2 separate regions of the Sus scrofa genome follow, and region 1 is linked to region 2. The links are chromatin contacts, called in public HiChIP or PLAC-seq maps. All regions are on one chromosome and are shown on one strand. The core of a region is the stretch at or near the end of the contact, and the rest is flanking DNA. Distances in the headings are between cores, read along the strand shown. Region 1 has its middle 38 kb from the start of MYOD1. Region 2 overlaps SERGEF (secretion-regulating guanine nucleotide exchange factor).

Evidence for each region. HiChIP or PLAC-seq counts read pairs in DNA pulled down with a chosen protein or histone mark.
Region 1: a contact with region 2 is called in an H3K27ac HiChIP or PLAC-seq map of skeletal muscle. The contact joins two enhancer-like sites. A contact is called at or near these places in 3 of 47 Hi-C or Micro-C datasets (psoas muscle and skeletal muscle) and 1 of 2 datasets of contacts at active chromatin or transcription factors (skeletal muscle).

The regions. Positions count from the first base shown.
Region 1 is chr2:41,457,941-41,465,752 of Sscrofa11.1, reverse strand. No RefSeq gene overlaps it. Among named protein-coding and RNA genes, the nearest start is that of MYOD1, 38 kb to the right of the region's middle. Within about 2 kb of position 4,437, at least 4 of the 83 cell types and tissues checked have an H3K27ac peak or open chromatin away from gene starts, as enhancers often do. A contact at or near this core is called in skeletal muscle, where this site is marked.
Region 2 is chr2:41,293,147-41,300,834 of Sscrofa11.1, reverse strand. The region is part of intron 10 of SERGEF (secretion-regulating guanine nucleotide exchange factor); the gene reads right to left. Among named protein-coding and RNA genes, the nearest start is that of KCNC1, 110 kb to the left of the region's middle. Within about 2 kb of position 3,479, at least 8 of the 83 cell types and tissues checked have an H3K27ac peak or open chromatin away from gene starts, as enhancers often do. A contact at or near this core is called in skeletal muscle, where this site is marked.

The DNA.
Region 1 (7,812 bases), core at 3,188-5,687, 160 kb before region 2:
AGAGAACCTAACCCTAAGATAGTTTGAGTAACAAATGCAGGTGAAACATTACTTAACAAAGTCTAAATTCCAAAAGCTGAAATTGACCACTAGAGCAATTTCCTGTACTCTTTTTCTTAACCCACTAGTATTTTTATTTCATCAGCACAGTGCCTTTTGCTCTTGTAGCTGCCTCACCAAGTAAAGACAAGGAGGACAGTTATTCAGAGCTATTGGGCAACTGGCAGAAAATCATATTAACGAAGTAGTGCACAGATACACTTTAATACACCTTAGATCTTACGTCCTCTGTGCACATCATGATACTGCAGTCCTGTGCCTGAAGCCAGATCCTTTATCTTATATCTGAATCCTATGTAAGAATGCATTTCTTCCTTTGCTAAAGCATTTATGTTATTTTTTAAATGCTTTAGTATATTTAAGAGCCACAATCAGTACTCCTGCCACCTATGATTCACATAATTTTCTCAGAGCCACCGGCCTTATTTCATTTCAACATTCTACCTTCTCCTCCCTCTAGTTCACACAGGAAGCCTCTGCCTGCATCTCATGAGGGACAGACCCAAGTAGGACCAACCATAGGGTTGTCCTCACCCAGGAAGATAAGAACAGCATTCATGAGATCACTGACAATCACCCAGGTCTGTACACCAGCTGATCTTTGCATCGAATCCTTGGCCACTCAAGGACAGGACTAGGTCTGTATTATTCTGTAAGTTCCCTTCCCTCTAAAGGCACAATAGAAACAGCTAACATTTATGGAGAACTTATGTGCCAAATATTTTACATTCATTATCTCATTGATTCTGCCCAACATGTAGGCAGTATATAATAATACTACTCTTTATTTTACAGCTGAGGAAAGTGAGGCTCAGAAAAGTCAAGTAACCCATTTGAAATCGCACAGCCAGCAAACATTAAAGCTGAATTTGAACACATCTAACTGTAGTGACCTTGGCTATTACAATTTGGGCATACAGAAGTTAAATCGTCGTCTACAGTCACAAGGCCAATAAATTTGAGCAAGGATTCAAATACAGAGTTCATCCATCTCCAAATGTTTCACTCTACAGTACAGGGAAGAGGCATGAAGCAAACACATTCAACGTAGGCTTATGAGAGAAGCATATATTCAGAAGATCAGAGCCTTTAAATAGAAATTGTTTGGAAGATGTGTGACAGCAGAGTCCTTTCAGCTGACGGGCTGGTGGGACTCCATCAACCAGCAAACAGGATCTTTGGTGAGCACTTGGTGAACTCGACCAATGAAAGCTGCATATTGCAAGGCGTGGGTGGTGGAACTGGCCAATCAATAACCTCGAAAAGCGTACTAGTCAGTGAAACCGGCCAATCAGCTAGACCTGCATTTCTGAGCTGGGAACTTGTTCCTTGGAAAAGTAATCTGATTTCCTAATGGCGAAAGGCCACTCTGGGCTCTGACTGGCGCCAGAGTTCCAGGAAACAGGTCTGAGGCCATTCCCGTGCCAGCAGTTCACTGCCAGCGCGCCTTTGCTCAGAGATTAGCCATGAGGTCAACCATTTCAGTGACTCACCTCGTGAAAATGAAGCGGCAGTGTCAGGCCTTACTGTTTTCTCTGTAAGCATATAAATTGATTTTTCCAGCTGGTTAAATTCTCCCCTTTGTTTTTATACAGAGGCTTAGGATGTGGCTGGATTTCAGCTCCAAAGATATTACCAGGTAAAAACAGTCCCCCACTCTGTGCAAGACCCAGCCTCTGTGACCAGTGAAACTGGCTTATTGAAACTGTGGCCAAGTAGTGACCTACCTGAGACAGCCCCGCTGGTGACAGTCTGGGGAAGCCACCACCTAGGGCTAAGGTAAATCCTCAACTGAAGACAGGGACAGCCTCATTCTGAAACATCCCGTTGAATGATGACCCCACCCGCTGCCACAAATTCAAGAGATCACATGTCAGCTCCCATAAATCCAGGTGACACCTCCCATTTGGACAGAAACTCCAGAAGCTCCTGGAATTTTATATATGGAGAATCTCCAGAGAAAGAAACGAGATCCTAGCTGCTGTGTCCCTCGAAGTTTACTTTCTGTTCAGGGTTCTTTCCTACTCTGCCACCATGTCCCCCACTCATGCTCCCTCCACCAAGGGGCTATTCCTAATTTGCCCAGCCTTCCAGGCACCAAACAGGGTAGGTTGGGTCACTGTGAAAGCAGAGCCTCAGGCAAGGATTGACGGAGGGGGTCTATTCTGCAGGAGAGCCTAGGAAGCCGAAGCGTGAAGAAGGAGGAGTCAACCAGGGAAGTAGCAAGAGCCAAGATGAGGGCACGTTTCCTTGAGGTCTGTGGGTAAAGGGCTCGATTCCAATGGAACCACTGCACACTCCCGGAAGTGTCCACCTGACAGAGGAGAGCTGGAGTCTGTCTTCCCTCGGCCCTGACTGGAAATTGTTGCTGAGGCAGTTAACTCCCGTGTGCCTCCAGGCAGCATTCACAGGCTGCAAGCGAGCTCCTGCGGTGTGGACGAAACCCCTCTTCAGAATCAGGGAAGACTCTGGCTCTGCTTGAGGGAGGACATTGAGAACGAGATCCCCGCCTGGATCTGTCCTCTTCCACCATGACTGAAAGCAGAGGTGGGCCAGGCGCTTGTGGGGCTTCCTGAAGAGTTTTATGAACTCTGGCGGGGCAGCAACAGGAAAATAAACCCTCAGGTAATGTGAACCAGTTTACCTCACCCAAGCTGAAGTATGCGGTATGTCACACGTCTACCCAAGAGCCACTGAAGAAAAACATACTGACTTCTGAATCCTACAAATCCGAGTTCAAATCCTGGCTCCGCCACTTAGTTAGGTAGTGACTTTTGGCATGCCACCTGAGTGCTCTAAAGCTCAGCTTCCTCAAATGGATAATAGGGATAAAAATACTTACCTTATAAAATAGTAGTGGGCAAAGTCCTCAGGACATAGTAAGCCCTTTCTCAACATATGGCAACTCTTACCAAAGGGCTGGCACTTTTTCTACACCCTCAGCCACCCCCAAGGGCCAGGCTGTCTCCGAGGGAAGGTGGCTCTTTCACCTTTTCTAGATAAAAGCTTCCTGACATCCTAGTGTTTTTAAGCCCAAGACCACATAGCTGTGTGGCCCCTGCTGTCCTCCCCTTCAGAACCTTAACAGAACCACTTCTTATCCTAGAGACTTGAATCAAACCATTTAGGAGATAGAAGGGGAGTGAGACCCATAAAATCCAGGTATTAAAAAAAACGGAGGCATTCCCGCTGTGGTGCAGCAGGTTAAGAATCCAGCGTTGTCACTGCAGCAGCTCGGGTTGCTACTGTGCACAGACAGGTTCAATCCCTGGCCCAGGAATTTCCACATGCCACAGGCAGAGCCGCAAAAAAAAAAAAAAAAAAAAGAGGAATTTTGTGGGAAAGATCAGTTTTTAGAAAACTATCTTGACCTTTGTCTCAACTACTAAAGACAAAATGCAAGCTTTCCCCTATGAATTTTTTTGTTTCATAGTCCATATCTTTGGATGAAGTAATACCTTTGGGTGAATATGATAATAAGCAAACTCAGATTCTAGAGGTGAGTGTTCCTAAGTGTAAAATCCATCCATCTGGAGTTCCCATCGTGGCTCAGTGGAAACGAATCCAGCTAGGAACCATGAGGTTGCGGGTTCGCTCCCTGGCCTCGCTCAGTGGGTTAAGGATCCAGCGTTGCCATGAGCTGTGATGTAGGTCGCAGACGCGGCTTGGATCCCGTGTTGCTGTGATTCTGGCGTAGGCCGGCGGCTACAGCTCCTATTCAACCCCTAGCTTGGGAACCTCCATTTGCCACAGATGCAGCCCTAAGAAGACAAAAGACATTTAAAAAAAAAAAAAATCCATCTTGTTCCTCAATTATGTAAAAAGTGCTATGTCTATAAAAGGCATTTTAAAAATTTATTTCTTGCCCTTGATTCAATAATTCCCTATTTTTATTCCTGTTACTCCTCAAATTTCCAACTTTAAATTACCTGAAATTGGACTTTCTAAATCCGTGTTAAAGGGATCATGTGCTTTGGTTCAAAACTTCCTTCCCCTGATCTCCTGGGACCTGGGGTTGGACAGGAGCCCCCATAACAGACCTGGTCATCTGGACAGTAGGTCCAGAACTTCTCCAGGAGGAGCCAGGGAAAGAGCCTGGGCTGGGAGCAGAGAGATCAGAGTTCTAGTGCAAGTTCTGCCTTGAACAGACTCTGTGACCTTGGGCAGGTGCCTCATGTCTCTAGGCCCGAATTTCCTGCTCTTTAAGGTGAGAGGCTTAGACAGGAGGTGCTCTGAGAATCGTGGATATGATCTTTGGGGGCTTAGGCAGAGGTGCCCGGATAGCTGGGATTTTCTGAGCCCCGCCATGGCGTCCCTTGCTTGGCTAGGGGCTCCCGCAGGGCAGGATCACGTTGCCCCAGATTCCAGGACTGGCTGTAGCGCAGACCCAGGATCGGGTGACAGATCCATCCAGCCTGGACTGGCTCAACCTCTCAGCTACAGCCGCAACCGTGGGGGCTGGAAAACCAGAGCTAATGCAAGCCAGCTGGAGGCCAGGACAAGATTGATGAAGGACAGGGAGAGGATTTGGCCGGGGGTTGGGGGGCTAGAGCATAATTAGTCCTGCCTGCTTCCCAGAGGCCCCCAAGCTGGGTAAACCTCGTTAATTGGGAACCCCCAGTGGGGAATTCCTGCTCATGACCCAGAGAAGGAAGGGCTCGTTAGGAGTTAATTAGTAATAGAAGTACCAGTTGGGGAAAGTGTTTAAAGTATTAAATGGCTGAGCATCTGTTTACCTACAAACAACTGATATGTCAATTATCCAACCATCAAAGCGGGTCTCCTAAGATAGTGATTGCCAACCTCGGGTGATCCTCAGGGTCACCTAGGAACCTTGTTAAGTATCCGTCTCCAAAACAGTGATCCTGACTGGTCAGCCAGGAGTGAGAACCATCACCCTAATCTAGCTCCTAGCCCAGGATCTCTTGGCCCAATCTCAGGGGCTACTTTTATCACTAAGAAATAAGTAACACCCAACAACAACTGCTATTGCTCTTTCTATAATTTATTGAACATTTACTAGGCACCAGGAATAATGCTTGGCTTTTAGAGTAGATTATCTCTTTCAATCTTTGTAACAGCCATGTGGGGTAGGTGTTATTATCCCTTGACTACAGAAGATAAAGTGATTTACTTCAAAGAGGGGGAAAACTTACTAGAAATGATAGGAAGTGGCAAATATTTTAACTCCAGAGCCCAAATCTTTATTTTTTTAATGACCCCCAAAGCCTTTTCTGTCCTATCCCTGACTAAGGCAATATTCTGTTAGGTTTTTAAGGATAGTCATAGGGCTATTCAAGATATTGTCCATTATACGGATGGGAAAACCAAGTCCCCAAAAGGAGACATTAGTTGATTCAAGGAGTCCAGGTTCATGGCTTCCATGCCTGAGGCATTTTCCATTAGACAAGGCCATCACCTGGAATTATAGAGCAGAAGGAAGGAGAGAGGCCAGTCTCCAGTGCTCAGTGTCAACAGATGTGCCCTGGTACTCAAAATGCAGGGTGATTTGGCTAAGGATGCTAGGCTCAGAGATCTCGTCATGGTGCAGCAGAAATGAATCTGACTAGGAACCATGAGGTTGTGGGTTTGTTCCTGGGCTTGCTCAGTGGGTTAAGGATCTGGCATTGCCATGAGCTGTGGTGTAGGTTGCAGACACAGCTCGGATCCCACATTGCTCTGGCTGCGGTGTAGGACGGCAGCCGTAGCACAGATTCAACCCCTAGCCTGGGAACCTCCATATGCTGTGGGTGTGGCCCTCGAAAGAAAAAGAAAGAAAGAATGCAGGCTCTAATAACAGTCACACCTCTGACCCCCGCTGTGACTTGGAACAAGGCTCTAAACTAATGTGGGTCTCAGTTTCCCCATCTATCAAGTGGAAATGCCACTACCTGGGTTGCCTTCTGCCTTGTAAGGAATAAACGAGTGGAAGACGAGTGAGGGAAAAGAGAGTTCTCTCTTTGTAAGGGAGTGTTCCAATTGGTGTGGGGGCAGTCTTGACTTGAGGGATACTTTCACGCAATTATGTGGCCACTTAGGGCTTGATAAGACTGTCCTTTAGGGTCCAGAGCCAACCTTCCCCTCCCCGGGTTGCAGAAAGCTAGAGAAAACTCTTCCTAATTTTCTCCAGAAAGCTGGCAAGATGGTTGACCAGATGGCCCCCTTGGCCTTCCTGTGTGACTCCTGGATTTGGCTTTACTGCTCAAGCAGACCTTGTAGCCCTACCCCTCAGACCAAGGGCAGCTTCTTCTAGAGCCAGGCTCGCCTAGGAGCCCCATCCAGATGCCCGCCTAGCTCTCTTCCGGCCTTGGTGGAGGCATGAGCTTCCCCCGCCTCCTACTCACTCCTCGTTCCTCGGCCGCCAGCCCAGCAGCTGTTGCCTCAGATCAGTGTGGAGCATCTAATCCCCTCTCCAGAGCCCTGGCCCCCTCCTCAGGCAGTAAATTAAGGAGGATGTAAGAACAGAGGGCACCAGCGTCAGCAGAGCGGCATCCAAAACATCCTCCCCCACCCTGTGCCTGAGTCACAGGGCTCTGAACTGGCCCCCTCTGTGCCCGGGGTGAGGGAGGAGGTGGCAGAGAGAACCAGGCCTGAAGGAAGAGCGAAGCGGGAATCCAGAGGAGGGAAAGGCTGGAGGTTTATAGAAAGGCACCAGGCCAGGCTCATGGATGTGTTCTAGCTCATCCGCCTTCCCTGCCACCCTGTGCAAGACCCCAAATCCATACACCAGAGTGACAGGGCATGGAGCTCAGCCATTAGCGTCTTTGTCATGCCCTGACTCTCTAGGCCCATCTCTTTCACGTGGCACACCCCTGACTGTCATGTCTCCATGCCTGAAATGGAGAGAGAATAGTCAGCTGCCAAGAATAGGGAACCTCTCCCCCCCAGGACCCATTCCAAATCCCTTTGTTGAGGGGCTGTGGCAGAAGTGGCCTCTTTGACAGCTGTACTCACCTCCTGCCCCCGAGAGCATGATCTACAGGGCTAACCTTAAAATTCCATTCCTCTCTGACTCAAAAACACCATCTAAGACTCTCTATGCAAATAATGTATTGAAGTTCACGCCAAGAATTTCCCAATCTGACACCAATCTACCAAAAACTAAAAATAGAGGAAGAGGGAGAAAGACGGCCGGATAAACTGTTGAGACATCTACTGGTAACACCTAGAAGGAAGAGCAACGTCGGGATGCCACCCAGCTTTGCCGAGACGCCTCCTGGGAGGACGGCCTGGCGAGTAATGTGGTGGCTTCCGAGGTGGAAATCAAAGTCGAGGGATTAACCCCATGGGCCTGAGATTTTAAGTCAGCAAAGTCAATACCATATTTTAGACTTCACGGAAGACAAGTGGGCCCAAACTCACCCGTCAGTGACCAGATGTTTCATGTGCACAAAGAAGATGGGTCTGTTCAGAAGGAAGGACAGACAATCCAATGTGTCAGAAACATCAATGTTTGGGCTTCATTCATGCTTTAAATTTCATGTACATGTTGATAACTATCAACATGCTATGTTCAGCCCTGATTTCTCAGTGAAACTCCAAACCTGTATCTGACAGCCTGCGTGATGTCATCACGTGAATATTCAGCAGTGCTCTCGAACTTAACCTGTCCCAAACTGAATTCCTGATTCCCTGCCCACAAATGTGCTTGGCATACCCTTCCCCATCTCACCTTATGGCAACTCCATCCCTCACACTGCTCAGCCTGGACACGGTCTTTGCCTCTTCTCCCGCTCCCTCCACTCCCACAGC
Region 2 (7,688 bases), core at 2,230-4,729:
GGGCCTTAGAGACCAACCAGGTCATTGCATGGCTAAGAGAAATGAAATTCAAGAGCTGGGATTAGATGGATTAGAAGGATGTTTGATTGGCTGGTTATTTTCTTTTCCTAGTTCATTCATTCAACAAACACCACTGAGCACACACTGTGTGCCAGCCAGGTCCCTGCTGGATGCCCGGGATCTGGAACTGGCAAAGACAATCACAGTCACCACTAAACTCTCAGTTAATGGTTACTTTCCGGTTCCTCAGCTCAGGACACTGTACCTTCTTCAAAGGAGCTACATGGCCTCTTCAAAGGGGCTTCCTGGGGAAAAGGACCAATTTCAGTTGGACAAGGAGGCCTTGCATGTACTAAAACACTGCACTTCCCTACAGGTCAGAAGCATCCATCCAAGCGTGAGTGGACCAGAATTCCTTGAAAGCCTGGTACTTTCTGGCTCAGCACTGCCCCCTTGGGATTCATACAACCACGACCACACTGAAGTATGTTCCTTCAGACTACACTGTTATTTCTCCCACCAGCCCAACAGCCACTCTCTCCTCAACAGCAGGGATGCTGGATTCTCTCAGACTGTCCTCTGTGTCTTAACACAATGTAGGCCAATTCTACTTGAGGCTGATGAGATAACGGTAAAAGGCAGTTTTTGATCCTAGAACACTTCTCTCTCTAAACTCATCCACAGACTCAGCTTCTTTCGGGAACGGCAAATAGGCCTCCTCCCCTGCCAATTCTGCTTGCCTGGAAGTGACTGCCTGGAGAGCTGTGTTGAGAACGTTTCTGCGGCTGCATCCAAACATGGTAGGAAATGGGGATTTTATTGACTGGCCATCTATGGGGCAGCTATTTGCTTTCCAGCCTTGAGACCCTGGTTTGAAGACCTCCATCGGTTCTCGGATGTCTAAAGGATTAAGTCCAATACACTCAATATGGCACACATGGCACTTTGCAGTGTAGTCAGTGACCTACACAGCAGCCCACACCACCCCACCACACACTCTAAAGCCCAGCCACACTCAGCTGTGTTCTGTGTCTTAAATGAACCTCTCTCTTTCAGGATTCTGGCCTTTGCAAATGCTATTCCCTTTTCGAACGCTCTTTCTCCTTACTCCCTTTTGATACCTGATTTCTCTTACTTTCCCTGTGAAAAGCTCTCTCCTTCATGTTCCCACATCCCCTTATTTGTCCCTTTGCCATTATCCTGATTTACCGAGATTTGTCTTTTTGCATTTCTAGGTCCCCCCAGAGAAGGGAGGTCCTAAAGAGCAGAGTCCCATCTTATTCACCACCAGCGGAATACCAGCCACAGATAAGGCACTTGCTATTGTACTGCTGCATGAAAGAATTCTTTGGAAATCTCCCCTTTTCACTTCTCCAAGCTGTCTTTCAGAGATGTAAGAATTAGCCTCTACGATGGCCTTGCAAACCTGCAGAGGTACATCTGGCCATCCGATCAGGTGTGTCACCTCTCTAGCATAACCACTGCCAGATGTCTGTTGCCCCCTGGACCCCAGTTTAGGAACTGACGCTCCGTATCACTTTGATTTACACTAACTGGGTACTGAATAGATTGAGCAGAATGGACCATTTCATTCAATCCTTCACCAAGCCTCACTGTCCTAACTTCAACACAAGCACAAACTAATGTGTATCTGTCTCCACTGTCATAACCAGTTCAGGCCATGGTCAACTCTCCTGGGCTATTATAACAGCCTCCTAACTGGTATCTCTGCTTCCCTGTTCCCAGTGTCCAATCCATTCTCCACTTAGCCCCCCTTAGTTTTCTTTCAGATCCTGACACTCCTCTGCTTAGAGGCCTTCAGTGGCTTCCTACTGATTCTAGAAAAAATGCAAACACTCTGTGGCCTCCAGGGCCCAACAGTCACCAGCTCCTGCCTCTGTCTTTGCCACTTCCCACTCTGGTGCACTGCTCCTTCATCCTGGAAGGCCCCTGCCCCAGCTCTGCCTTTGAGATCTCAGCTCAAAATGTCGCCCCCTCAAGGAATCCTTCCCCGACCTTCCTACCCAAAGTGCACAAAACACCTCTGAGCACTCTCTATCCCCCAGCCCTATTTCTTTTATGGCACCTAAAATCTACAATCACTTTACCAATTTACTTTACCTTTTTATTCGCTACCTCTGATCCTAGAATGTGTGCTCCACAAAAGCTCCAGAAAGGACAGACCTGCCTGCCTCCTTCCCTGCCACACCAGAGTCTAACACAGGGCTTGGCTGAGGGCAGGTGCTAAATAAAAACACATTTATTGAGATCCAAATAAATACATTTCTGAGGATCCCAAAGACAGGGTTATGCTTCTTAAACATTAAGTAATAAGCTGTAGGACGTGGTGCTTGGAAGTCAGGAGACCTGGGTTCTAGGTCACTAGCGTAGGTGAAAGACAACATAACAACATGAAGGATTCAGGCAAGATGCCAAAGTAAGGAAAACAACCTGTATTGGCCTTAGAGAAAGTCAGGAAAGGGGAGAGCCCTGTGGCTGGAGAGGCCAGGGCAGGCTTTAGCGTTCCAGGACACAGCCCCAGGGCAAATGTCAGAGGTGTGGCGCAGCCTGCCAGGAAAGGATGGTGTTTCCTGAACTGGCAGAAGACTAAAGAGGCGGCATCAGACCGACAGCTCAGATCAGACACTTGAAGTGGCCTCTGGGTGTGGGGGTAGGGGGGTGGGGCCTGAGAGAGAACGCTACGGAGAGGACTTCAGCATGACCTCAGCTTCTAAATGGATTAAATGGGAGGGGGTGGGAAGAACACTGGATGAGAAGTCAGAGGGGGAACTAGAGGAAGGAAAGAAACATTGACTGAGCACCTGGTCCACCACAGACTCTGTGCTATTCAGTTTACATACATGCATGCAGTGTTGTAAGCACCCTCCCAGGGAGGTCGCAAGATCTTCATTTGATACAGAGGCTCAGACAAGTTATGCTAGCTCTGTGAATATTAGGATGCTTATCTGTAAAAGGGATGACAATAAAACCCATTCCCCACATCTAGTGTGACACTGCAAGGATGTATGGTGCAGAGCACCTTTCACCATGCTGGATGCTTTCGCAACTTTACTGTCATCACTAATGTGGATAACCATCTATAATACTAACGACTGGTGGCGTGTATGACGTCACAGAGCAGATGAGTATCAGAGGTGAGACGTGCATGCTTGAGGGCGCTTTCATTCAGTCAGGCTGCCCCTTAGAAGACCAGGACTTGAAAAACAGCTCTGCCAATAATTAGCTTGGATACATTACTGCACCTTGTTCTTTGAATCTGAATAAAGGGGCCAAGAACTCCACTCTACAGAGCCTGCAGGGATGCTGGAGGAGAAAATCACCAGTGAACAGAAATGTGCATTGTGTGTGCAGATGGAAACTGGGATGACTGTCACGGGCGCCCTGAACGGGGGCAAGTATCTTCAGGCTGGCAAGATTCGAGTGTGGTAGATGGTGACCTATGAAGCCAGAGCCATGCCTGAGGCACCAAGGATTCCACAGGCAGCAAATGGCCTTGAGTTGACAGTGACTGTGCTAGCTCCGTCCAAAGGCTAGTGCATATCTTGTTAATGCTCCCCTGGAAAATAAAAACAGTGTGGGCCTCCTAAGATGCCATCAGAAACACAATTCAGGAGTTTATCCAACCCGTTGGGAAAATAGCTCCTCGTAAAATCAGCTTTAGGAAAGAGCTGGCGTGAGAAGGGGACATAGCGAGAATTCTTACAGGGGTCAGATTGCAGCAACGTGCCACCCTCGGAACCTGAAAGGATTTCTCTGTAATGAGGACCGTGTTTTCTGGGGAAACTTAAGCCAGGTGGGCTAACTGCTTGCTGAGCCTGTGTCTCCTCAGGCAGAAACAGGACAGTGTGTCCCAGTCCACTGCAGGCTGCCAGTGGGCTGACACACGGCCTGCATTTGTGCTCTGGGGAGCGACGAATGTTCTCTCTGAGCAAAGCATACACACCCAGGCCACGTGCACACACTAGAGTTGGCTGCTGATCCGAGGCAGCTGATCAGGGGCCCCACAGAGCTTGTCCTGCTCTTACGTCCTGGGGTGCTGGCTTCTAGGCTTAACTCATCTGACCCTCGCACACACAAAACTTGGCGAGGTACTGGGGACCTGGTTTTGCAGACCAGGAGAAGGAAATTCAGACAGCAACTCGCCCAGGTCACGTAGTTAGGAGAAGGGGGAGCCGGGATTTAGCCGAGGTCCTTCTAACTGCAAGGACACTTTGGTCCTCGGCAGACTTGCCTAAGGCACATTTAGTTTTCAAGATAGAAAGGCAAAGCCAAGAATGAGAGAAGCTTAGAGATGTGATTCTCAGTCTACCATCCCACCTGACATACGGTCATGTGACCCCTGCAGGAGGGCCTCCCCAGGTCCTCACCATCCACTCCAATTGTACCAAGTTCTTTGTTCCACTAACGTAGGCAATGTCGGCTTCCCCTGGGTGCTTAAATTGGCATGGTCTCCCCCACCCCCCACCACGTGCATGTTAAATATACCAGGGGATTTTTGCAAGGACACCATGCTCCCTGTCGCGATGGTAATCACTGTCCTGAATTCATGTGGCTGGTGAGTTTGGATTTTCACAAGGCAAATGTTCTTAGAGCATGTATCTGTCCCACGTGGGTATTCACAGATCCTATCACATGGTGCCAGGGTGAGATGAGTCACTCCTCCATTCTCCCCCTTCCTGCCCGTCAGTCCCGATAAGGACACAAAGCCTGCGCTGCCACTTCTCTCCCCACCCCTCACCTGGACACAAAGAGATGCTCTCAGACAACAAACTGGGACATGTGGCCAGTTGGAGCTCAGACTGCCCAGCCGAATCCCTTTCAAAGTGGAGAACTGGCACTGAGGCAGTCACTGTCTAGGGAGACTCTGTGAAAGAGAGGAAACCAAGACAGACCTGGGAGTCTCAGCTGCCGAGGGAGCCCTGACAAACCAAGTCTCCGAAGTCAAGGACATGTCCCCTGGATTAAGTCAGCAGTCAGCATCCTGGAGAATTAGTATTCAGAGAAAGGGCAGCATCCTGCTTGGTTTCCGTCTGATCACAAGGACAGCAATGCCAGAAAGGTTCTGGGGATGACACTCCCCAAAGAACCAGAGGTCTTTCTGACTTGGCATTGTGCCTGACATGTTGTAAATATCTATTAATAGCAGATATTTTAATTAATTAGTGAAAAAAGAAATGAACACACATCAGACACAAATATCTCACCCACAGATGTGGGGAGAAAAATACCTAAAACAACATGCATCGATACCTGAATTGCTTTCCCCGGAGAAGCGGACTCTCTCCCTAGGTTGTTCCTACCCTTCCCTCTGGCTGAATTCTCTCACAACACCCCTTTTCTGGTAAGGAAACAGAACCACGAAGGGTGAGAAGCAAATGAGCCCTCAGACCAACTGGACTAAACAAGCCTGACCCCCAGAGAGTCTGGATCTGAGTCAGAGTGTCCAAAGGCATTCCACGGCCATTGTGTCCTATTGTTGGCAGCCCTGGGCACGAACACCTACATCGAGATGCCTAAAAGGCACCACAAATGCAGTGTGCTCCAGATCAGATTAAGATCTATCTTTCTACCCAAATCTGGTGGTATCTTTCTCTACTTTTTTTGGTTTTTTTTTTGGTCTTTTATTTTTTTAGGGCCGCACCCGCAGCATATGGAGATTCCCAGGCTAAGGGTCCAATGTGAGCTGTAGCCACTGGCCTACACCACAGCGACAAGGGATCCGAGCCGCATCTGCAAACTACACCACAGCTCATGGCAACACCGATCCTTAACCGAGGGAGCCCTGACAAACCAAGAGAGAGGCGAGGATCAAACCAGCATCCTCATGGATACTAGTCGGGTTCGTTAACCACTGAGCCACAAGGGGAACTCCTTTTTCTACCTTTTTGTTGTTGTTGTTGCTTTGTTTCAGCTTAGAATGGCAGGGCCATAGTTCGCTTGTATATCCAGAAACCTCTCACACTTTCTCTTTCTGCATAGCTATATACAACCCATCATCAAGTCCTGCCAATTTACCTCCTAAATATCTCAAACCCCTTCTCCCTCCTCACCTCTGATAATCTCAGCCCAATCCAGAGTTCTTTGTTTTGGGGACTAAAGCAAAGGTTTCCGCTTAACTGGTTTCCCCACAGGCACTCTCATACCCTCCCACTCATTCTCAAGACCACTGCCAAAAAGATCTCTTACAAATACCAAATTGGTCATATGGCTCCCCACATGTGTAGCACAAATGTACATCAGCCTTCGAATCTTTCAATGGTCCCCATGCTCTTAGAATCAAGAGGAAAAACTCCTTCATGAGGCCCTGATTTCCCTCTCCAGCCCCTTCTCTTGCCCCACATGCTCCTCACTCTGTACTCAAGTCATACTGACATTCCCAGGTCTCTGAAAGCACTAAGCTGCCTCTTACCATAGGGGCCACATTGGTCCATATGCTTGGGAAGCGTGTCTCCACTTCACTCACTCCCTCACCTAATAAACTCCTAATGAGCCTTCAAATCTCAGCTGTTACTTCCTCAGTAAAACGACCCCTGATCACCTGAAGCAGATCAGGACCCGTGTCATGTGCTCTCACAGCAACCTGTCCCTTTCTCTCACAGCCTTTATTCTAGTTTGTAATTTCATATGACCCATGCAATCATTTTAACAGTGTTTGACTCCCCATGAGACCGTAAGTTCCTTGAGGGCAGAGATCATGTTTGTCGTATGATCACTGTATCTCCAGCTTTTAGCACAAGGCCTGACACATGTCAATAAAAATCCACCGAATGAATAAATAAAATATAGCTCTTTGCGGGTTTATTCCAGCCAATCACAACAGGTTCCTTTCTAACATCATCCCTGAAGTTCTCCTGAGTTTGTCTTAGGCTACTCGGAATTGTTGGTTTTTGGCTATCTCTCCTCACCCCTCTAATATGTACTATGATGCGCTACCTCCTATAGATCAAGAGATCATGGCATTGTCAGCAGCATCACCATGATCATCATCACCATGGTTACACTGATGGAGGATTTCCTTACCATGTGTTAGGCACTATGTCAGGTATCACGCATGTGGTACCTGACATAGTCTTCATAGCAATGAGGTATACATTACTACTTTGCTGATAAAGAAACTGAGACTCAAGGCTGGTGGAACACGGTGTGTAGCCATGATGTGAACCTTGGTCTAAGTCTACAGTCCTTTTTTTTTTTTTTTGTCTTTTCTAGGGCCGCACCCATGGCATATGGTTTCCCAGGCAAGGGGTGGAATCAGAGCTATAGGCGCCGGCTTATGCCAAAGCCACAGCAATGCAGGATCCAAGCCGTGTCTGTGACCTACACCACAGCTCATGGCAACGCCAGATCCTTAACCCACTGAGCGAGGCCAGGGATCAAACCCGCAACCTCATGGTTCCTAGTCAGATTCGTTAACCACTGCGCCACAACGGGAACTCCAAGTCTGCTCCCCTGTAAAATGGAGCTAATAATACCCACTCATAGCGATGTCATGAAGACTCGGCACAGCAGGCACTTGGCCAAGGATGTCTGTTGTTACTATGGTGCAGCAGGCACTGTGGGAAGGACAACCATTTAAATTTTCCCCAGAAGATAACTAATCTGGCTGCCCTTCTGGGGCCGAAGTAGCTGGACTTGGTTTGAAAAAGACTTCCACGGAAAGCAGCATT